Regions from separate parts of the Mus musculus genome. Here region 1 is linked to region 2. The links are chromatin contacts, called in public HiChIP or PLAC-seq maps. All regions are on one chromosome and are shown on one strand. Each heading gives the region's core, a stretch centred on a gene start, on an enhancer-like site or on the middle of the called end of the contact. The rest is flanking DNA. Distances are from core to core; before and after follow the strand shown. Region 1 overlaps Alk (anaplastic lymphoma kinase). Region 2 holds the start of Trmt61b (tRNA methyltransferase 61B).

Region 1 (3,895 bases), core at 1,238-3,737, 270 kb before region 2:
ATGAAAACCAGCCAGCACACCTTATGTGCACGAGGATGGGCTCATCTGCTACACACGGGATGCCATCAGGTGTCCGTGCCACTGAGATATTTTAGAAAAGTCAAAGAGTGAGCCACTAGCTCTCTAAATTCCCTCAACTGGGACCAAGGGCTGACACTTTCTGCAAACTTCAGCAACGGTGTGTCTAGCCACACTGTTCCAGTCCCCTCGTGGGTCCCAGCTGTGAGGGCGACCTGCCTTCTTCATCTAGCTGGACTTCAGTGGCCATGTTATTGGGGGAAATTGAGGATGTATTAGGGAAGCTTGCTTACTGACATTTAGTTTATTATATTCTAACAGGAATAGAATACTCTCATAAACACAGATACCTTCACATACCTTCTTTGGGGGTGTTTTCTCCAAAATATATAATATCTTTGCGAAGGCAGGTGGTTGTACAGCTGCAGGCCGTAAAGGACTGACTGTGGAAGAAGCTGGCAATAAGTGAAATGGCTTTTCAAAAGATATGTGTAGTTGTTTTCTTAAACCTTTTGCTGGTGGATACTGGACTGGTGTGCTATTCTGTAAAACCTAAGTAACGGAGGTTTTCCCTCCATTTGCAAACACTATTACTGAATTAAATTTCCCTGGAGCTTTCTCCCACACACTTTCCTTTAAACCCATGGCAACTGCGTCTGCTCTCGTCTTACAGTCTGTGACGCTGACAGAGATCTAGCATGAGCCAGGTTTCTGAATGGGCAAATGAGCCTCTGCCTGGAACAGCTGCACAAGCAAGGAGACCACACAACACAGAGTCACCATCAAATACGAGGAAAGCTGCAGGCGCTTAGGGAAGGAGCAAACAACATCCTCTGTGAGCCAAACGTGGCGTCCCTCTTCCCTGCCTCCTTCCCTACAACAAAACTAAAGCCACATTATCTTTTGTCTTTGAAGATTGCAAGAGTATTTTTGGAAATAGACCACAATATTTTGAAAGTAATGTAAAAACAAAAAAACAAAAAACAAAAACAAAAACAAAAACAAAAACAAAAAAACAAAACAACAACAACAAAAAACGGGCTGGTAAGATCGCTCAATGGGTTAAGTAAGATTCTTGCTTGCCAGAATCAAATGACCTGTTTGACCCCCAGGACCCAGATAGTGGGAGGGCAGAGAACTCCATAGGTTTGTCCTCAACTTGCACACACACACACACACACACACACCAAGGCACATGCATACCTGCACACATATACATACACACTATAAATTAAATCTAGTAAAAAACTTTTACATCTGTAAAAGGTGCCCCAGGGGCTTCTGCTCTGCCCCTCCCATCCCACTGCCCCCAGGCATGGGTGCTTATCCCCCAACCCCTAAGCACTGGGACCCCTCTCCTCCTCTGGTGAGATTTCAAGAATAGTGGTGCTCACTCTGTGCTCTGATACCTAACTGTCAACTAATGTGTTAGCTTGCTTTTCTGTTGTTGTTTTCCGTTTTTGATAACCACTGTGTGCAAATACACTTTGGGGGTGGGGGGGGGGAAGGGTTTATTTCCTCGGAACACTTTGTCATCACCGGAAGCCAGGATGAGAACTCAAGGCAGGAACCTGGAGGCAGGAACTGAAGTAGAGACCATGGAGATTGCTTATTGGCTTGTTCCGTTTGTTTTTCATATAACCCTGGAGGGGTGCCCCCAGCGGACTTAGCTCTCCCACACCCATCATTAAGAAAACGCCTTCACAGACAAGGCCACAGGCCAATCCGATGGCGGCAATAACTCAGCTAAGGTGTTCTCTCTCCTTTCAGGTGTCTTTAGTTTGTGTCCAGTTGACAAAAATGGATCAACTGTTAACAGTTAGCTCCCCTCCCCCGCCCCCTTCTCTCTCCTCTCTCTCTCCTCTCTCTCTCTCTCTCTCTCTCTCTCTCTCTCTCTCTCTCTCTCTCTCTCTCTCTCTCATCTCTTCCAGACCCAACATCTCTCTGATTCCGTGTTCATCCATCCTCTCTCTGTCCCCACAGGACCCCGATGTGATCAACACAGCTCTGCCCATCGAATACGGTCCAGTAGTAGAAGAGGAGGAGAAAGTGCCCATGCGCCCCAAAGACCCCGAGGGGATGCCACCTTTGCTGGTGTCTCCCCAGCCTGCGAAGCACGAGGAGGCGTCCGCAGCTCCCCAGCCCGCAGCCCTGACGGCACCAGGCCCATCGGTGAAGAAGCCCCCGGGTGCGGGTGCGGGCGCGGGCGCGGGTGCGGGTGCCGGCCCGGTGCCCCGAGGTGCGGCCGATCGGGGCCACGTGAACATGGCTTTCTCTCAGCCCAACCCTCCCCCGGAGCTGCACAAAGGCCCGGGATCCAGAAACAAGCCGACCAGCCTGTGGAACCCCACCTACGGCTCGTGGTTCACCGAGAAGCCTGCCAAAAAGACCCATCCTCCGCCAGGCGCCGAGCCGCAGGCGCGGGCAGGAGCGGCCGAGGGTGGCTGGACCGGGCCGGGCGCGGGGCCCCGCAGAGCCGAGGCAGCGCTGCTGCTAGAGCCATCGGCGCTGAGCGCCACCATGAAGGAGGTGCCGCTGTTCAGGCTGCGCCACTTCCCCTGCGGCAATGTCAACTATGGTTACCAGCAACAGGGTCTCCCCTTGGAAGCCACAGCCGCGCCAGGGGACACCATGCTGAAAAGCAAGAATAAGGTCACCCAGCCGGGGCCCTGAGCCCTGTACTCCACTAGCTTCTCCTCCTGGCGGAGCCGGAGCCCACCCAGAGGGAGATGGACAGGATGGCTCCACCACAAACCCAAGACCAAAACTTTCATTTTTGTGCCAACTTGTTTTGAAGTGCCACATTTTAAAAAAAGGAAACTTGTGTTTTTAAGATGTGTTAGAAGGTTTTTTGAGCATGGGTTCATCTATCCTCTCAAAAGAAGAAAATGCCATTCTTTAAAAAAGAAAAAAAAGCAATCAGTGCAAGGCCCAGATTGGTTGCGCCAAGTTTTCGTGCATGGTCTGCTGTACAGTCCCCTAAGGCTTCTTTCCGATTTTTGTGTGCGCTCTGCTTCCGCGTAGTCAGAAATAGCTGCTTCCATGTCTCATAGGGGGAGTCCTAGGTGTTTCCTTTGCCTTATGAATATGAACCACTCGAGGGGCGGGCGAGGGAACAGAAATAAAGGAATTAATTTCAGTGACTCAGCATGGGGAGAGACATTCTTTACTTGGAAAAGAAGTCAGCTGACATCGCTGTGGGTGGTGGTTAGAGGCTTTTAATTGTTCTAACTCATTGCCTATTGTAAAAAAAAAAAATGTCGTGACTAGTTCGTAGTATAGTGGAAAACGTGTATATATTCATCTAAGCAAAATGCATCCATCGCAAGTGCTTTGCGTATGAAAGAAACTCCAGTAGAGATGCAGTGAGTCAAACACCCTGTTAACATACCTCATGCCTTAAGAAAAATCTTCCTACTAAAAGTAAAAAAAAAAAATTAAAAAAAATTACCGTGTGTGAGGTTTCCTACTGGATTTAAAACTCAAGATTGAAATTACTTCCACACTTTCCATTCATTCAGATCTGATCACTTTTTAAAATTCGAGTAGCGGCGATTCGTAGAAGCACAGGAAGAAGATGCCCATTCGTGGATCTGTGTATCGATACATCTGAGGCCCAAACCTTCCCCAGAGTTTCTTCCGTTCCATGATGCATTGGGCCATTGGAGGAACAGGCCTTCCAGTGGCCTAGACCTGGTCGGTCCTTCCCCAGTTCTCCCAACAACACCCCCACCCCCTTAGCCATGAGATCCTGGTTTGCTGGGAACACAAATGTGGTTTAACACTCATAGCATAATTTACATAGATCTCAAGTGCAGGTTACAGCAAAGCATTTGGCATTAAAACTTGCCTAAAGAGTTGAGGTCAGTGCTGTGTG
Region 2 (3,692 bases), core at 1,096-3,595:
CAGCCAGGGATATACAGAGAAACCCTGTCTTGAAAAACCAAAAAAAAAAAAAAAAAAAAAAAAAAGAAAGAAAGAAAGAAAGAAAGAAAGAAATAAATTTGAAAAATTGGTGTGTGTGTGTGTGTGTGTGTGTGTGTGTGTGTTGGGGGGGAAGTGGAGGCAGTGGCAGTTCATGCCCTTAGGCTCAGCCTTTAGGAGGCAGAAGCAGTCAGATCTCTAAGTTCTAGGCCAGCCTGGTCTATAGAATGAGTTCTACGACAGCCAGGACTACACAGAGAACTCTGTCTCAAAAAAAAAAAACAAAAACAAAAACAAAAACAAAAACAAAATTGCAGAAAGGAGATATTGTCTAAAAAGTGACACTTACATAGACTGTGTCCATTTTGGGATCCTCTTCTCTGATCTCTGAGCAGAGGAACTGATACGGTAACTCAGTAGTTAAGTGACTTTGTGAGCTCTGTTCTCCCTGTCTCTGAGCATTGATCTGTTTTCATATTTTAAGCGGCATCACAAGCAAATGTACTTTGCCAGCAAGGGAAAAAGTACTATGGCTTTGTTTTGCGTCTTTCCTTTATCCGTTCCTTCAGGGCTCATGCTAGGATTTCAGGGATACAATCTGGGATAAGAGAGATCTATTCTCCGAACCCCAAAGCATAATGAAGCCTAGGAGACAGACACTGTGGCCAAACAATCCCGCCACAGTGTTAGTAATGGAAAATAGAAAGTCTCCTGAAATGGAGGCTGTGCTGGGAGATCTGCCTGTTTCTGCTTCCCTGGGATCAGAGTTGTGTATGTAAATATGCGCCATCATGCCCTGACTTAAAAGAAATAGTGGAGGGAGGGAAATGAATGCAACAAAATATGTGTGGGTATCAGAGGAAAGTCTGCTTTTCCACTGGAATCCTACCATAGATATCTAGTCATCAATCTCTTTGGCACGTACCTTTATCTGCTGAGCCATCTTGCTGTCCCCCTTTTAAACATGAGTTCTGGAAATCAAACTCAGATCCCAGTTCTTGCAAAGCAAGCACTTTTTACACACCCAGCTATCACCCCACCATTCCTTAGTCTTTAGAAAGGTGTATGGTACCATCAACAAGAGCTGCTGAACGTGGTCAACCTAGTTAGAAATCCCACCATCCCATTTCTCAGCTACCTTGTCAGGGGACTTGCTGACGTCGTTTAATCTTCTTTGTATAGTAGGTCATAAATACTGATTTCTAACTGAATTGCAAATTTTCAATATATGTGCATGGTACTGTCTGATTCTCAATAAACTTATAGGCAGGCTAATGATATTTAACTTTGAGTGCAAAAGGTAACTTCAGTTTTTTTGTTTGTTTGTTTTTGGTTTTTTGAGACAGATGTGCTGTTGTACAAATTTTATTTGTTTTTTGAGACAGGGTTTCTCTGTGTAGCCCTGGCTACCTGAAGCTCACTCTGTAGACCAGGCTGGCTTCGAATTCAGAAATTCGCCTGCCTCTGCCTCCCGAGTGCTGGGATTAAAGGCATGCGCCACCACACCCGGCTAACTTCAATTTTAGGAAGTGTTTATTGCTGGGCAGTGGTGGCGCACAGGAAAAGAAGTGTTTATTTGGGTAGGCGGGGTGGTTAAAACAGTTGTGTTGATTTTTTTTTTTTTTTTTTTCCTGTTTATTTTGTAGCTTAGCCATCGGATAGTCTCTGGCTATCCTGTAACCCACTATGTAAATTAGGTTGGTTCTGCCTCCCAAGTGCTGGAATGTGCCACCAAAATTATAGGAAGGGGGCACCTGGATTTGAACCAGGGACCTCTTGATCTGCAGTCAAATGCTCTACCACTGAGCTATACCCCCGGTGGCTACTGCCACCTTACTCTACCTTTGTGAACACTCTAGACCTCGGGCTGAGGCTGACCAGAGAGTCCCTAGCCATTCGAAATAGACCTCCCAGTTATGAGCAAGGTGTGCGGGTCAGCAAGCAGTGCGTCCTATGACGCCTGACCAACGATTTTTCTGGGCTAGATGACTTTGGACTCTTGGGGATGATGGGTGACGGTCCTGTCCACCACCACTAGTGACTTAAACCTGGTTAAGACTGTCCAGGTTCCACGTCTAGTCTTCCCGGGTCTTCCTGTCCCTGGGCGGCTAGCGGAGATTGGTGAGCAGTAAGTAAACTCTGTGCTTTTGCCACTCGCGGAAAGCCAGGATTTTAGCCCGGAGGCCAACGAGCCCTAAGCTCGGGCCACCGCATGTGCTGGACGCCAAGGCGGTGACGCACTCTGTCGGCGACGCGGGGGAGCCCACAGCCTGCACTACCCCAAAACCGGGCAAAGGGCACGGCGGTGGCTACGTCACACGTGTGCGACAGCACCTGCTCCGGACGTCAGGCTCTCTAAGGACGACGTGGTTCTTCCTTGTGAGGTTGAGGCGCCCGAGAGGCGATCAGAGCTCAGAGCCGATTCATTCCTGCTTGACTTTGGGTCGGTGCCTCGTGAGCGAGCTCATTTCCCGGGGTTGCGGGTCCTTGCCTGGGGACACGCGAGTTGGAGAGCGCGTGCACCGGTCGTTCCCTTCCCGTGCTGCCCGCGTCCGGATCGTCGGGACCCGGTTGTCTCTAGTATGTGGAAAGGCTCGGGCTGGGAACTTCGAGGGAGGAGTTACCCCCTCGAGATCCGGAGGACCAGAGCGGAGAGCAGGGCCACTGAGACCCTACAGGATATGACTCCGAGGATCGCGTGCTGGACACGAGTGGCTACCGAGCCCGGAGAGCTTCGCGCTGCCTCCTCCTGGTCCCTTTCCAGAGGACTCTTTTCAGTCGGGGATGCTTATTAAAGCTCTGGCGGGAAAGAGAGAATCACAATTAAAGAAATTAGTCCTACTCTGCAACGTCGGACACTTTAATAGTAACTGGGGAGCGATTGCGTTCAGGGAGATCGAGGACAAGTATCCTGGCCAGATCCTGACATGTTTTCCCGGTAAGAGTTCTCTGCGGAGGCCACCTTTGGAGGACTCTGTATATTGATGGAAGAGGGAACGCCGGAACCTATCCCAAAAGTATTGTCATGGGAATTAGGTGTGTGTGGGTTCCAGGAAGGGCGAGGACGGACGGCGCACTACCACAGTCCGATGAATGTTCTCATCACCGACCTTTGGAGTTTTTCAGCATGTTGGATTTTTAAACATGTTCAGGTACTGATAATTTTAGAAGGAAACAGAATTTACATTTGATATTTGCCACTCCCTTATCTAAAATGAAGATTATGCCAGTTTACTAGCAGAATGGTATGGACTCGCTAAACAGAGACGTACCTGTTTGTTCCCCACAGCTCTGAAGCGTATGGGTATTGATCTTAGGATGTTGAACTGTTTGGGGGTACATTTTGTAGTACCATTGTAATAATACCATATTTTTTTGTTTTTAATATTTGGGGAGTGGGCCCTGAATGAGAACTTGCAAACAGTGTGGAGGTCAGAGGGTAACTCTCCCAGAGTCTCTTCTGCCACCTGGGATCCTGGAATAAATTCGGGTTACCAGGCTTGCCTTCGTGTCTACTGGCTGAGCCATCTCGCAGGCCCTGTGGCAGTATTTTAATAATGATACTTAATAAGGAATGTTACTGGAAATCCATTATCGCATACATATTTGTATTAGGGTTAGGGATGTAACTTAGTAGTAGAAGGCTTGCCTAGACTGCACCAAAAGCCCTGCAT

What was found. HiChIP or PLAC-seq counts read pairs in DNA pulled down with a chosen protein or histone mark.
Region 1: a contact with region 2 is called in an H3K4me3 HiChIP or PLAC-seq map of embryonic stem cells, with 6 times the contacts expected there. The contact joins the enhancer-like site here to the promoter of Trmt61b in region 2. A contact is called at or near these places in 2 of 115 datasets of contacts at active chromatin or transcription factors (bone marrow-derived macrophages and embryonic stem cells) and 1 of 9 other capture datasets (embryonic stem cells).

Annotation. Positions count from the first base shown.
Region 1 is chr17:71,868,238-71,872,132 of GRCm38.p6, reverse strand. Alk (anaplastic lymphoma kinase) reads left to right here. Exons shown (of 29, transcript NM_007439.2): 29 at 2,002-3,145. The coding sequence ends at 2,691. Among named protein-coding and RNA genes, the nearest start is that of Gm30140, 88 kb to the right of the region's middle. Within about 2 kb of position 2,487, at least 94 of the 459 cell types and tissues checked have an H3K27ac peak or open chromatin away from gene starts, as enhancers often do. A contact at or near this core is called in embryonic stem cells, where this site is marked.
Region 2 is chr17:71,597,414-71,601,105 of GRCm38.p6, reverse strand. It overlaps Trmt61b (tRNA methyltransferase 61B), which reads left to right and starts at 2,345. Exons shown (of 6, transcript NR_027952.1): 1 at 2,345-3,170. n-TCgca52 (a tRNA gene) reads right to left here and starts at 1,835; the gene lies at 1,764-1,835.